Regions from separate parts of the Canis lupus genome. Here region 1 is linked to region 2. Evidence: chromatin contacts called from public Hi-C data. All regions are on one chromosome and are shown on one strand. The core of a region is the stretch at or near the end of the contact, and the rest is flanking DNA. Distances in the headings are between cores, read along the strand shown. Region 1 holds the start of ZNF516 (zinc finger protein 516). Region 2 has its middle 100 kb from the start of ZNF516.

Region 1 (6,155 bases), core at 2,819-5,318, 100 kb after region 2:
GCCGGAGCCCCGGCGAGGAAGGGGCGACCACTAGCCGCTGGGGCCGTGATTCAGTGCTATTAGGGGAAGAATTATCTGTGTCTGAGTCATCGCGAGCCTCCAGACTTTGCCCGCAGTGTGGTAGAACTTTGTGCTGATGAGACAATAGTGGAGCGTGTGCGTTTCCTACAGGGCAGACCATTCCGTGGCTGGGGGAAGCCTCGGGCCTGCGCCCGGCCGCGGGGGCCCGGCCCCCTCCCCCCGCCGCGCAGCCCCCAGAGCCCGGACGGCGCCGGGGTCCCCGCGGGGCGGGCGCGTCCCGGGCGAGCCCGGGCGGCGCGGGGAGGGGGCCGGGCGCGTGGCGGGCCCCGCGCGCCCTCGCGCGTCCCCCGCGCCCGGGCGCAGCTGGCGCGGTCGGTCTAGTGCAGCGCTCGGCTCCGCGCCTCGGGCGCTAGGCTTCACCTTCAGAGGCGCGGGGCGTGCGCGTCCTCCTTCCCGGGCCCGCCGCCTCCCGCCAAGGTAGGGGCCGGGAGGGTGGGAGGGGGGCGCCGCGGGGCCCGCAGGGGGCGCGGGCGCGGGGCCCCTGGCCTGGCAGTGCGGAAGGGGGGACCCCGGGGTGCGCCGCGGGGGCGGGGGGCGGGGAGGGGCCCCGGGGCGCCGGGAGGGCGGCTCGGCTGCCCTGTGGGTAGTTGCTCGGCTCGGCAATTCCAGGAGAGGGAAGATGCAACTTCGGGCGGCGAGGCGAGCGCCGGGAGGTGGTTTTTACCGCAGTGGAGGGGCGGGGTGGGGGCCGGGTGGGAGCGCGGAAGAGGCTCAGGCTTTGTACACTTCGTCAAAGGCGACGCGGGAGGAGGGGAGCTCGGATGCGCTCTCCATCCATTAGGAGACAAAGAGCAAATTGCCTTACTTTAAAGTAAAACGCTCCAGCTAATGAAGGTGGGTGATGGGGCTGCGGGACCCGAGGAGCCGCTTCAATTATTAAGGGTTTGGCTGATGGGATCGATGCCCGTGGGCACGGAGCGCTGCTGCCCCGGGTACGTGTCGGCGTGTGTGTGTGTGTGTGTGTGTGTGTGGGGTGGGTGTTGGGCCTCCCCCTCCCCTGGCCGCATGCCCATTAGCTGGGAGCGTCTAAGTGACCCTAACATTACAGAAGTGAGTGCGCCCGGGAGGGAAGTTAGGGCCGGGTGGGGGCAGGGGGCGATGGTCCCCTCTGTGACCGGGAGGGGTGGGGAGAGGGGTCGGGGTGGCAGGGACTCCTCGCAGACGCACCCAGCCTGGCGGGGGTCGGAGTGGGGGTGAGGGGGGGAGGGCTCCATCGCGGTACACACCCGGGTGTCTACGAGAAAGGAAGAATGCTGTGGGGCGTGTGTGATGGGGAGGGGGGGTTGGAAATGCGCCTGGTCTGCCATTTCCAGGGAGAACTAACAGACGGAATAGTTACCATCAGTATTTAGAATAAACCGCCTCGTCAAGTTTTAAAGAAACTTTGTATGAATAAGTTCGTTAAACGCCAGCCGAGTTGGGTATTTAAAACAGCGGTTTATGCAGGAGGTTGGTGTGCGGTGACAATCGGTGGTGGTGGGCAGGGAAGCCAGTGGAGGCTTGCCATTAGGGACCAGGGAGACCCAGCCTTTTACCCGAAAATGTGGGTCTGTAAGTCAGCCTCATTTATTATCCGCCTTAATAAGCTCCCCGCAGCAGACCGGGATCAGACCAGGAGCTTCAGGGGTTTATGTGTCTGCATCTTACTCATGCTGCTGGCTGACTGATAAAGAATTACTTGGTCTCCGGGTGTGCAAAGATCAACTTGCTCAGCCCTCTTTTTAAATATATTCATTCTGTGCCTCATTTAATCCAGATGCACAAAAAGCCATTTGCTGCTTCATTGTTGGTTTACATTTTTTGAAAAGGCGACTGGTGTAACCTGTGGAATTTGAAATGCAAATAGAAGCCTGTGGGAGTTGAGGCAGAACAAATCAGCATTTATAAAGTGAAAAAGATTTAATGTCTTTGAAATCATTGCAGAGGAAAAAAACTGGAGGGGGGGTGATTTTTCAGGGAGTGAATTGTGACGTCAGGTCTTTTTGGAAAAGATGTTATTTTTAAGGTCTGAATCCCGGGTATGTAAAGTGCTTACAGGAAAAACAGATTACAAGATTAACATCTGTTAACATGATCGTTTATCTCCAGCCAAAAATAGGTCAGTTCTTTCTTAAGGAAACACAATTGCTGGCGCATGCTTAAATAAAAAAATTAAAATCATGAGTTCATAAATGAGGACCAGCGTTTGTTATAATCTGATCCGTGAAAAACATTTTTTAATTTCGAGATCAATAAAGGTCAAAGTCTTTTTTGGGCGTTGAGAACAACTCTTCCCACTGCGTCCACCCCTCCGGATGACCCCCTCCTCCTCACCCCTCGCTCCCTCTCCGCCCCCACCAGGGATTGCTAATTTCCCTTTTCATCCATTGTGGAAGTACAAAATATATTTAAATGGATATTGTCTGACGCCCCCGTCGTTAAAGAAAGCAAACTCTCGGCGCAGATGGCTAACTTTCAGGGCTCTGCTGTTGTTTTACCATTAAATGAAACAGTAGGGAGGGAAGGAGGAAAAAAAAAAAAAAAAAAAAAAAAAAGGAAACAGCCTCGCAAAGTCTCCCTGCCCCTGGGCGTGAGTGATGGCTCTGCCGGCCAATCCGCAGCGGCTTTCTCCATCCCGGAGGTAATTTGGAGCGTGAGTGTGCGCGCGCGCGTGCACGCGCCCATGTGTGTGCACACTGTTGAGTGCGACCAGCCCCGCGCATCCGCGGGGTTCCTGATGTGCACAGCTCTGCGCCCCAGACGCGGGCAAGCGGTTCCCTGCGTCTGGGCAGCTAGAGGGGTGCTCGGCAGTCCCCATGGAGATCCTGCCTCCCCCGAGTGTTCTCCTGCAAAGATTGGGCGCTTGGAGGTGCTTTCGGATTCAAGTCGAAACCTGCAGAAGGGGAAGAAAAGAGGAGTGATATGATTATGCTTCTCAGCAGCCGGGGAATCGAAACGTGCAGTTCCCTCCGTGTCTTTCCCACGCGACAGGCGCGCCCTCTCGCGCGTGGGGTCCGGGTGGCGGGGAGCCCACCCGCCAGGCGCACAGCGTACAAAGAACGGGGACTGCTGAAATGGGCGTGAATTCCGCAGAAAAGTGAAGGACAGCACGAACCTTACAACTTCGTATTTTATTGTCTCGCCGAAAGTTCATACTTAGTCCATGGCAAATTCTAGAATGTGAGCCGCTCAGGGTCAGTGGAAGTTCTGGGCCGCCCGAGCCCGGAGTGCGGAGCGCCTGCCTGGTGTCCACCGCACAATGGGCGCATTCAGGGGCGGAGGCGCCACGGGCCGCCCCGCGGCTCGCCCCGGCCTCCTCCGGCCCCCGCTTCCCCGGGAATCCCGGTAGAGCTGTGTGGACGCGTGGGGACCGGACCTGGCCCCGGAGCATCTCCCTTGCGGTGTCGTAGATGCCGGGATGGATGCTGCCGCCGCCCGGACGGGTTAAGAACCCACGTGGGACGGCCCCTTCCCCGCAGAACCCTCCGGGGAGACCCCTGGGAGGGACGCCGCGCCCCGCCCTAGTCCACGCGGCGTGTGTCCGGGCGCCCCGGGGTCACGCCGAGGGTCCGTGGGCGACCCCCCGTCGTACCCCTGCAAGAACCTCGCTCAGTCACGAAGTAGCGCCCGAACCCGGTCGTCCCGCTGCGGCCGTGTTCGGCCCCCAGCCCGGAGTTCGACCGGGTTCTGCGCCCCCCGCCCCCACCTCCGTGGACTCGCGGATTGAGGATGGGCAGCAGGGGGGTGTCGCGGATTAAATCATTCCTATTTCCGTACCTCGGAGAGGGCGGCGCGGGGCCCCGGGCGCCGCGGGGGGCGGGGCGGGGGCGGGGGCGGGGGCGGGGGCGGGGGGATTTACCTGCCCGCCCCGGGGCGGGGGCGGGGCGGGGCGGGGGCCGCGGGCTGCCGGGCTGCCGGGGGGCGGGCCGTGGGCGGGGCGGGCAGGGCCGGCGGTGGGGGAGGGCCCGGCCCGCCCCCCGCCCCCCGCCCCCCGGCGCCCGCCCCCCGCCCCCGTCATGTGGAGCGGACGTCACTCGCCTGCACTGTAACCCAAGAAGTGAAAGAGACGGGGACCCACGGCCCAACTTCGCACCGTAACAAAGGCGGGGGTCCGTGCGGGCCGGGGGACTGGCCGCGGAGGGGGCGGGCGGGGTGGGGGGGCCGGGCCGGGGCGGGGGTCTGCGCGGGGCGGGGGCGGGGAGGGGGGGCCTGGCCCGGGCGGGGGTCTCGGCGGGGCGGGGGCGGGGAGGGGGCGCCTGGCCTGGGTGTGTGTGTGTGTGTGGGGGGGGGGTCTGGGGGGTCTGGCCGGGGCGGGGGTCTCCGCGGGGCGGGGGGCGGGGGGCGGGGGCTCGGGCGCGGGCCGCGCTCCGGGGGCCGAGGCGCGGCGGCGGCCAGGTAATTGGTTTCTATTTTAAACTTCACTTTGTTCTGGCGGAGGTGGGGCGGTGGGAAAGGCGTGGCCCACGAGGACGATTACATAAGTATTCGCACCTGATCCGGCCCCGGCCGGGCCCCGCGCGGCGGCGGGTGGGTGGCGCTGGGCGCCCTGGGGCGGTCCCCGCGAGGGGCTGCCGCGCGTGGGTGTGGCGCCCTGCCTGCGTGGCCTCTTTCCGTGCCGGCGGCTAGCGGCCCGCGTGGACGCGGGGGCCGGTCCTGGGAGCCCAGAGGTGCCCGAGGGCGTGGGGCCCGGCCTGCCGGCGGGGTCCACCACGCAACAAAGGGCGGGGGCAGCGGGACCCAAGGCAAGCCACAAAAGGAACTTTAGACGGGGGTCTTAATTAAACACGCCTCGGAAACGCATTTGCCTCCTGAACCTGCCACGGAGCCTGCAGTCCTGGGTACAGATGGTTTAGAAACCGGTGGCCCTCCGTCCTGTGCCCGAGCGCTGAGATGCCTTGGGAGTACTAACCCGAGTGGAAGCGAGGCTGGATGTTCCCCCAGCAGGATCCTCTCCAGATTATTTTTTAAGCCTCCCTATTAATATGATTGGAGTATTTTGGTTTAGGAATGTAAGTGCTACTTTAAGGAGCCAGGCATGCCTGCTATTTGATAGGATACTTTCTGCTGCCGCGTAGAAAAGCTCACTTTATCATTTGTTTGTTCCTCCTTCAATTTCTCTTACATTCTTCGATTGTGGCGTCAAAATAGCTGTGCTATTTATGTTGACACAGACCCGCTAGAATTAAATATACCGCATGCCTCTGCTGTGCATGATTGGGACCTTGCTTCCCCCTCTTGGTGAAATTGGGGAGCCCTAGTGGAGCTCGCTGGCCTGCATCCTGGGTCTGAGAGCTGGTTATCCGAGCCGGACGTCTTTGGTTTCAGCGGGCTCCCAAGCCATCTTGGACGGGCCCAGCGAGCTGCAGCCCTGAGCAAGCCTCAAGGACTTTGCTCATGAAATGAGAATTTTCATGGGCTCAGACACAAGCGAATCAGTCTCGTATTTTTCTTAGTTCATTAGTAGGACCTTGTTTTCTTCAATTAGCTCATTTGAATATACTGAAACATGGAGGGCACATTAACATTCTAAAAAAAATAACAGTCCCAAGGGATGTGTAATAAAACTAACCCAGAGGAGTGGGAATGCCTCTCTAAAATGAAACAAAGCAGCAAAGCAGGGCATTTGGTAGGTACAGTATTCAGCAGTGGGGGGGTGGGGGGAGAGAAGCTTTGCTTATTTTTATTTCTGAAAGCTTTTGTTGGTCAGAATCGTCTTTCTAAATACCAAGACACACCAGATGAAGAACTTTTAACTTTGTTGTGTAACTGGTGTTAATCACCGGTGAGTATAGCTTACATGATTGGTGTTAATCCCATTGTCATTGGTAAACAACCTTTAAAGGTGACTGGCCAATTTAGAGATTAAAGTTTTCCTGGGACTTTGAAGTCCTACCTGTCTAACTTTGTAAAATGTTGTCCCAGAGACCCTCATGGAGGGAGGAGAGTAAGAGCCAGTCCATGGGAAAAGCCTATTGTTTCCATTTCTGTAGATCAAACGTCACCTTCATTTACTTTAGTTGCTTCTCTGTGGAGATATTTGAGTTTTATAGGTGACACATTCGATGTGGATGTTGTGCAGCGAAAGTCATGTGAAG
Region 2 (6,156 bases), core at 2,759-5,258:
CCTGTGCCCCGGGAAGGGTTCCCATCACCTTATCCTGCAAGTAGCAGCGGAGAGCAAGAGGTACAGCCCTGTCCCTGAACCAGAACACTGTGGCCGCCAGGAGAAAGGCTTTGGAAGGTGCTAGAACCATGTGAGGCAGAGACCCAACGTGCAGCTCAAAAGGAAACTTCTCTTTTTCTCCCAACTCCTCTCAATTGTGTGTTTTGTTTTGTTTTTTTCTTTTTCATCCTCATTCCCAAGCCCCCGAGGCTGAGAGCTGCCGCTCTGGCCCTACTGGGCTCTTGAGATGAATAAACCAGGGGCCCCTTCCAAAGGCTCCCGCCACTGCTGGGAGGGGAAATCCGGGTGAGAGTCTCCAGGTCCTGGGATCTGTCTGCCTCCTCCCGAACAAAAGCAAAGATCAAAATGTGTTCTACCTTGGAGGATGGTGGCCCCCACTCTGTGCAGCCTGAAACTTCTAGAAGCCAGAGCCCCATGTGTAATATTTCAGGCTCACACACTGAGACTTGCAACGAGTCCAGGCCCAAAGGGACAAGACCCAGACAGCCTGCAACAGCCTGTGTCATGAGCCAGGCATCACCTCGGTACCGGTCAAAGTATCATCCTGCAGTATTAACAGTCACGACACATGGATTTCCTCGTTCTTGCTCTACTTTCATCCCTCTCATTTCTAATTTGGGGCTTCTCTTCATTCCAATGTATAAAAGCATTTCTAAGGTATGAGAGTCCATTCCTTGCTTAGCCAGTATTTCCCTCTTAAAAAACAATACAGTTGCTCTAACCCAGTGTCAATCTCTGCACCTTGAAGAAATGAAATATATTTGCTTCTTTCAATTGCATAATTTCACTCACTTCAAATCTTAAATGCTATTTTGAGGCAAAAAAAAGAAAGAAGGAAAGAAAGAAAGAAAGAAAGAAAGAAAGAAAGAAAGAAAGAAAGAAAGAAAGGAAGAAGAAAGAAAGAGAAAGGAAGGAAGGAAGGAAGGAAGGAAGGAAGAAAGAAGAAAGAAAGAAAGAAAGAAAGAAAGAAAGAAAGAAAGAAAGAAAGAAAAGAAAGAAAAGAAAGAAATCTGTTTCTTAATCCTTTTTTTTTTTTTTTTTCAATTGTATCTTAGGACACAACATGAGGAAATCGGACCTACTTCGAGCCAAAAGAGAATGTGACAACTGGAAGCGCGATGCCACTCCGACCCTGGCAGCGCCAAGGAGCAGAGGATTGGCTCAGAGGATCTGCTCATTTGTCTTGTTCTGATGACTTTCAGACTCATCATTGTTAAAGACATAAAGAACAAAATTATAAAAGCACAACAACCCCGTCTTGCAGGCTTACCGACAGACGTGCATGTCAACGGATTATTCTTGAAGTTTAGACCCGAACTGCATTCATTTCACAGAATAAGACAAAATGTGTTTCGACCCCTCCTCTGCCCCGCCCCCCACCCGCCTTCCTCTCCCAAGGATTCAAGTTTCAAATCAGATGGTGCTTTCTTAGGCACACTTGAAGCCAAGCAGGAAGAGATTCCTTCTCCCCTGGAAAGGAATCCAGGGACTCGGGCATATTGTAGTTCATTCTTCATTTCCAAGCCCTACTGTGACATTTCTAAATGTAATCCCCTAATTTGGTGAAGAAACCCAGTCCCCCTCCACCCACTTCTAAGGCTCTGCCTTTAGTGCAACAAAGCCAGCAGGTCATACCAGAACTAGGGGCGGGGGTCCTGACTCCCTAGACCTTTGACCATCCTCTTTACCCTGGGCTTCAGCTTTTCAGTTAGGAAGTTAAAGAGAAGAAAAGAAAAATATTTAAAATTCAATCACAAGTGTGTCTATGCATCATTAAAGAACAGACCTTTGTCCTGTTGCTTTCTAAACTTTCAATGTGAATTCTTCTTTTGGAGATTACTGTTGTACTTTGTTCTTCTGGAAAAAAAGAAAAAGCTTTAAGCACCCTAAAATGAGGCTTTCACCTGATACTAATTTTCTTCTTAGTTATAAAGGCTATTGTTTGTTTGAACAAAGAGGAATAGGAGCTATTAGTAGCTGTTTACATTATAGGAATGAGGGCACTCAGGGAGGAGGGGAGAGAATCTTCATTAATGAGCCAGGGACGTTGATTATGGCAGACCAACAAAAACTGAGTTGAAAGGGGACACCCGGATTTTTTTATTCTTTCCCTGCAACCAAGACACTAGATTTATCATCTGGTAAATGCCAATAACATATTTTAGACAGCACTAGGTGAGCATTTAAATTTCTATTAAGCAGTTGGGAGTCTGATTAAAAAAAAAAACAAAAAACAACAACAAAAAAACCAGCCCTCCCTAGAAGTCTAAGCCAGGCGTGTGTAGTCACACCACTATCTTGCAGGAACCAGAGGCGTCCACACCGCGAGCACAGGCCGGCCTGCAGACTTGCATGTGGGTCTGATGCACCCAGGGAATCTTGGCCTCTTTGGAGGTGGCAGCACCTTAAACAAAATAGGCTTTCAATAAATATTTACGGAACCAAGGAGTGAATGAAGTTCATTTGCATTAAACCTGACTCATTTATACCTGCATAATTCACTGTTCTCCCTGTGACTTGAACTTTTGCTCAAAGTGCTGTGAAAACTCAGAGCAGAAAAGTTTCCAATGCTTCAAAGCTCCCTGGAAACCCCTCCAACCTGCGCAGGCAGCACAGTGAAGCCCTACGTTCCTGGCCTTAGTCAGGATATTTTTATTTTTTTAAGATTATTTATTTATTTATTTATTCATGAGAGACAGAGAGAGAGAGAGGGAGAGAGTGAGCGACAGAGACACAGGCAGAGAGAAAAGCAGACTGCATGCAGAGAGCCCGATGTGGGACTCGAAGCCCTGGACTGAAGGCTGTGCTGAACTGCTGAGCCACCTGGGGTGCCCGGATACTTTTATTTTTTAAAAAACCCAAGCCTCTGTAGGAATAAAGATCTGTGATATCATGTGATAAGTATTCTCCTGCTGCCTGGTATTTTGACATGAGACCTGATCCTGTGTTTGATTCAAATCCAGAGCACAGGAGACACACGTCCAAAGTGTGTTTTTAATCTTTGGGTAACAAACTCAGAGATAGGAGAGCAAGAGTAACCAATGCAGATTAAACGCATGGCAGGGTCCCGACTTTTAATAGGATTGTTTTTTAACGTAACACATAATCAAAGCATTCAATGAAGGCATCATTTGTGGGCCAGAGGTCACTCTATTGTCTCCTGAACCAGCAAAGGGGGCTGTGGGGCTAATTCAATTCCCCAGAGAACCCGTGTTTACCAGCCATGAGTCCTAATGGAAAGGCACACGATTTTCAAACTGGATAAATTACCAGGGCACTGTGCCCCTGAAGCCTCCGCACCTTGCTGTATTTCTGTCTCCAAAAGAACAAGCCACAGTTCAAAGGACCATTTTCTTCCATGTGGAAATATTTATTTGCTAGCTACCGAAGAGCTGCCAGGAAGTACTAAAGCATTTCATGTTTAGAGTTTCAGGAGCAAATTGCTTCTGCACACGTTGTCTTGAGTCGGTGCATTCTGCTGTGTTCTCTGCCTCTCCATCATGACTTTATATTAATCTCCGCCCCCCCCCCCCCCCCAGACTCTTTATTTATTGCTGCTGGAAAGCCAGGTGCAATGCAGTGGAGCTCCTGGGCAGGCTGGCTGCTTCCTGGGAATGCACACGGCTTGTTCCTGAGCACCTAGGGGTGCTGGCCCCGGGCAGAGCCTTCCCCCGGGGGCTGCGGGAGGCCCGGCCACTGCCCGGGGACCCACGGTCACCAAGCCGGCCCCCTGGAGCGGGGAGGGCGTGGGCTTTCCCAGGACACACGCTGCCTCCACTGCGGTCCGCGAGCCGGCGCTTCCACGCAGCCCGCCGGGGGGAGCGCGTTCCCGGGGGCGGGGGCCCGGGCTGGGGCGCCCACCAGGGCCCGCTCTGCATCCATCTACCAAAGCGCTCAGGTTGCGTTTACACGTTGCGCCTTTAACGGCGAAATGCTGCCCTTTTGCGCTCAATTCCGACCTACGCTCCACGGACTTGGGAGGATTCTCCGTCGCCAAGACCCCGCGGCTCGGAGACGTCCTGGGAGAGGCGACGCGGCTCGGCGTCCCCGCCGCGGAGGCCACGAGCACACGGGGGGGCGGGGGAGCGGGGCGGAGGCGGTGCGAGCGGTGCCGAGCCGGTGCCCCGAGCGCCCCCCGCGCCCCCGCGCCCCGCACACCCGCCGGCAGGGGGCGCCGCGGCCCCCCGCCGAGACAAAGGCCCGCCGCGCCGCGGGGCGTGGAGACGGGGCCCCTCCCGGCACCGCCCCGCGCGCCCGAGCGGCCGAGAGGGCGGGCCTCCTGCCGGCGCCACCTCCTTCCGCGGGGAGGAGCCGCCCCGCGCGGCGCCCATTTTCTGCATTGTCCCGGGAGCGTGTCCCGCTCGGCAAGGCTCCCCCCGCCCCCCCCCCCCGGGAACACAGCGGAACGGCCCGACCCCGCCGCCGCCCCCTGCACCGCCTCCGCCCCCCGGGCCCGGCCGGTGACCCCGCTCCCCGCTCCCCGCTCCCCGCACCCCGAGGTGCGCCGGGTGCACTGCGCCCCGGGCCCGCGCAAGGCGAGCTCCCCGCTGCCCCCGGCCCCGGCCCCGGCCCGCCGCGCAGGGCGTCCCGTTTGTGTTGGGGCCACAGCACGGCGCTGCGTCGCCCCCGTTCGGAGCTCTACAGACGTGGCGGTGCAGACCCCCGCGACCCGGGCCGGCCTCCTCCGCGGCCGCGGGCCCCCCGCCGTGCCCTGGCGCCCACAGCCGCAGCCCCGCGCCCGGCTGCCCCAAGGCTCCCGACACAGGAGCGCAAGTGGGTCACGAGGTCCTGGGTCGCCCCGCCCAGTGGGGTCCGAGAGCCCCGCTAACGTGCACAGAGCCCCCAGGGGACCTGAGGGTCAGCCCAGCCCTGCCCGGTCCACACACCTGTGCCTCAGGTCCGGGCCCCAGGCCCTTTGTCCTGCCGCCTCAGACCTCTGCAGACTTCATCAAGTTTTAGTCTCCCTGGCCACTCAGGTCTTTCCGAACAGTTAAAGGGTGAGGGGGAAACAAGAAACGCCAAGTTTGGGAATTACATTTCCTGTGTATCTTCCCTGCATCACAACGGAAACCCAGAAGGGGGAAGACTCAATTAGGAGCCAGGCCTCTGGTGCCCCAGGGCACCGTGGCTGCCTCCTCCTCCCCACCAGCGCTGGGAAGATCTGAGCCCCGGGATGATGACATATGGCACTGGATACATTTTCTCTTTCTTTTTGGATAAAAGTTTTATTTCACACAGAAGCACAAAGCCACCACTGTCTTGAAAAGCCCAGGGGCTTCGCCAGGACTCAAGGACCTTCCAGAAGGAAACAAAAAGACATTAGCTCTTGATTAAGACAAGTCAGTGGCCCTGGCTGGGCCTCTGGAGCCCTAGCACCCCCTTCTCTGGGGCACCCCAGCACGGGGAGCTCCATCACCACAGGGAGTCTCTCTCTGTCTCAGGCCCTGTTACTCATTAAATCAACCCCAGACCTGAGCCTGCCCCTCCCCAATCCTATCAGCCAGGACTCAGTTTACCTCCTGGATTCCCATGTAAAGCCACAGTGATGGCTGTTCTTACGCACTTTGACATGCTCACTCACTGAGCTCACATTGACTGAGCCCCTCCAAGTGCCAGGTGCATGCCAAGTGCTGTCCTAAGCACCAGGAGTTCGGGAGTTCGTCAGGTCCTGTGGCTTCCACATGTCCTCCAGCTCAAGTCGCAAAGCCTCGTGGATTGGGGCCCTGCTGTGGCCCAGCTGTCCCATTCAAGTAAGCTTCTCACTGTGGCCCATGGAGCCCTCCCTCCCTCGCCTGTGGGCTCTGCCGTCTGACACCTATTCTTCCCAGTTCTCTCTGAGCTACTTGGTCCTGGACAAATGAGCAGGAGCAGGGAAGTGGCTGGGGTCTAGCCCCAAGGGCCTTCTCTTTTTACACCCCCACCAGCTCTCCTCTAGAGCTTACATTTTTTTTTTAATTATTTAAAAAAAAATTTTTTTTTTTAATTTGTGATAGTCACAGAGAGAGAGAGAGAATGAGGCAGAGACACAGACAGAGGGAGAAGCAGGCTCCATGCACCGGGAGCCCGACGTGGGACTCGATCCCGGGTCTCCAGGAT

What was found. Hi-C and Micro-C count contacts between places; a contact is called where the count stands out from the background.
Region 1: a contact with region 2 is called in a Hi-C map of amygdala, with 3 times the contacts expected there. The contact joins the promoter of ZNF516 here to the enhancer-like site in region 2. A contact is called at or near these places in 3 of 9 Hi-C or Micro-C datasets (amygdala, blood and skin fibroblasts).

Annotation. Positions count from the first base shown.
Region 1 is chr1:3,246,971-3,253,125 of UU_Cfam_GSD_1.0, forward strand. ZNF516 (zinc finger protein 516) reads left to right here and starts at 4,069. Exons shown (of 6, transcript XM_038525759.1): 1 at 4,069-4,169.
Region 2 is chr1:3,146,718-3,152,873 of UU_Cfam_GSD_1.0, forward strand. No RefSeq gene overlaps it. Among named protein-coding and RNA genes, the nearest start is that of ZNF516, 100 kb to the right of the region's middle. Within about 2 kb of position 4,009, at least 12 of the 20 cell types and tissues checked have an H3K27ac peak or open chromatin away from gene starts, as enhancers often do.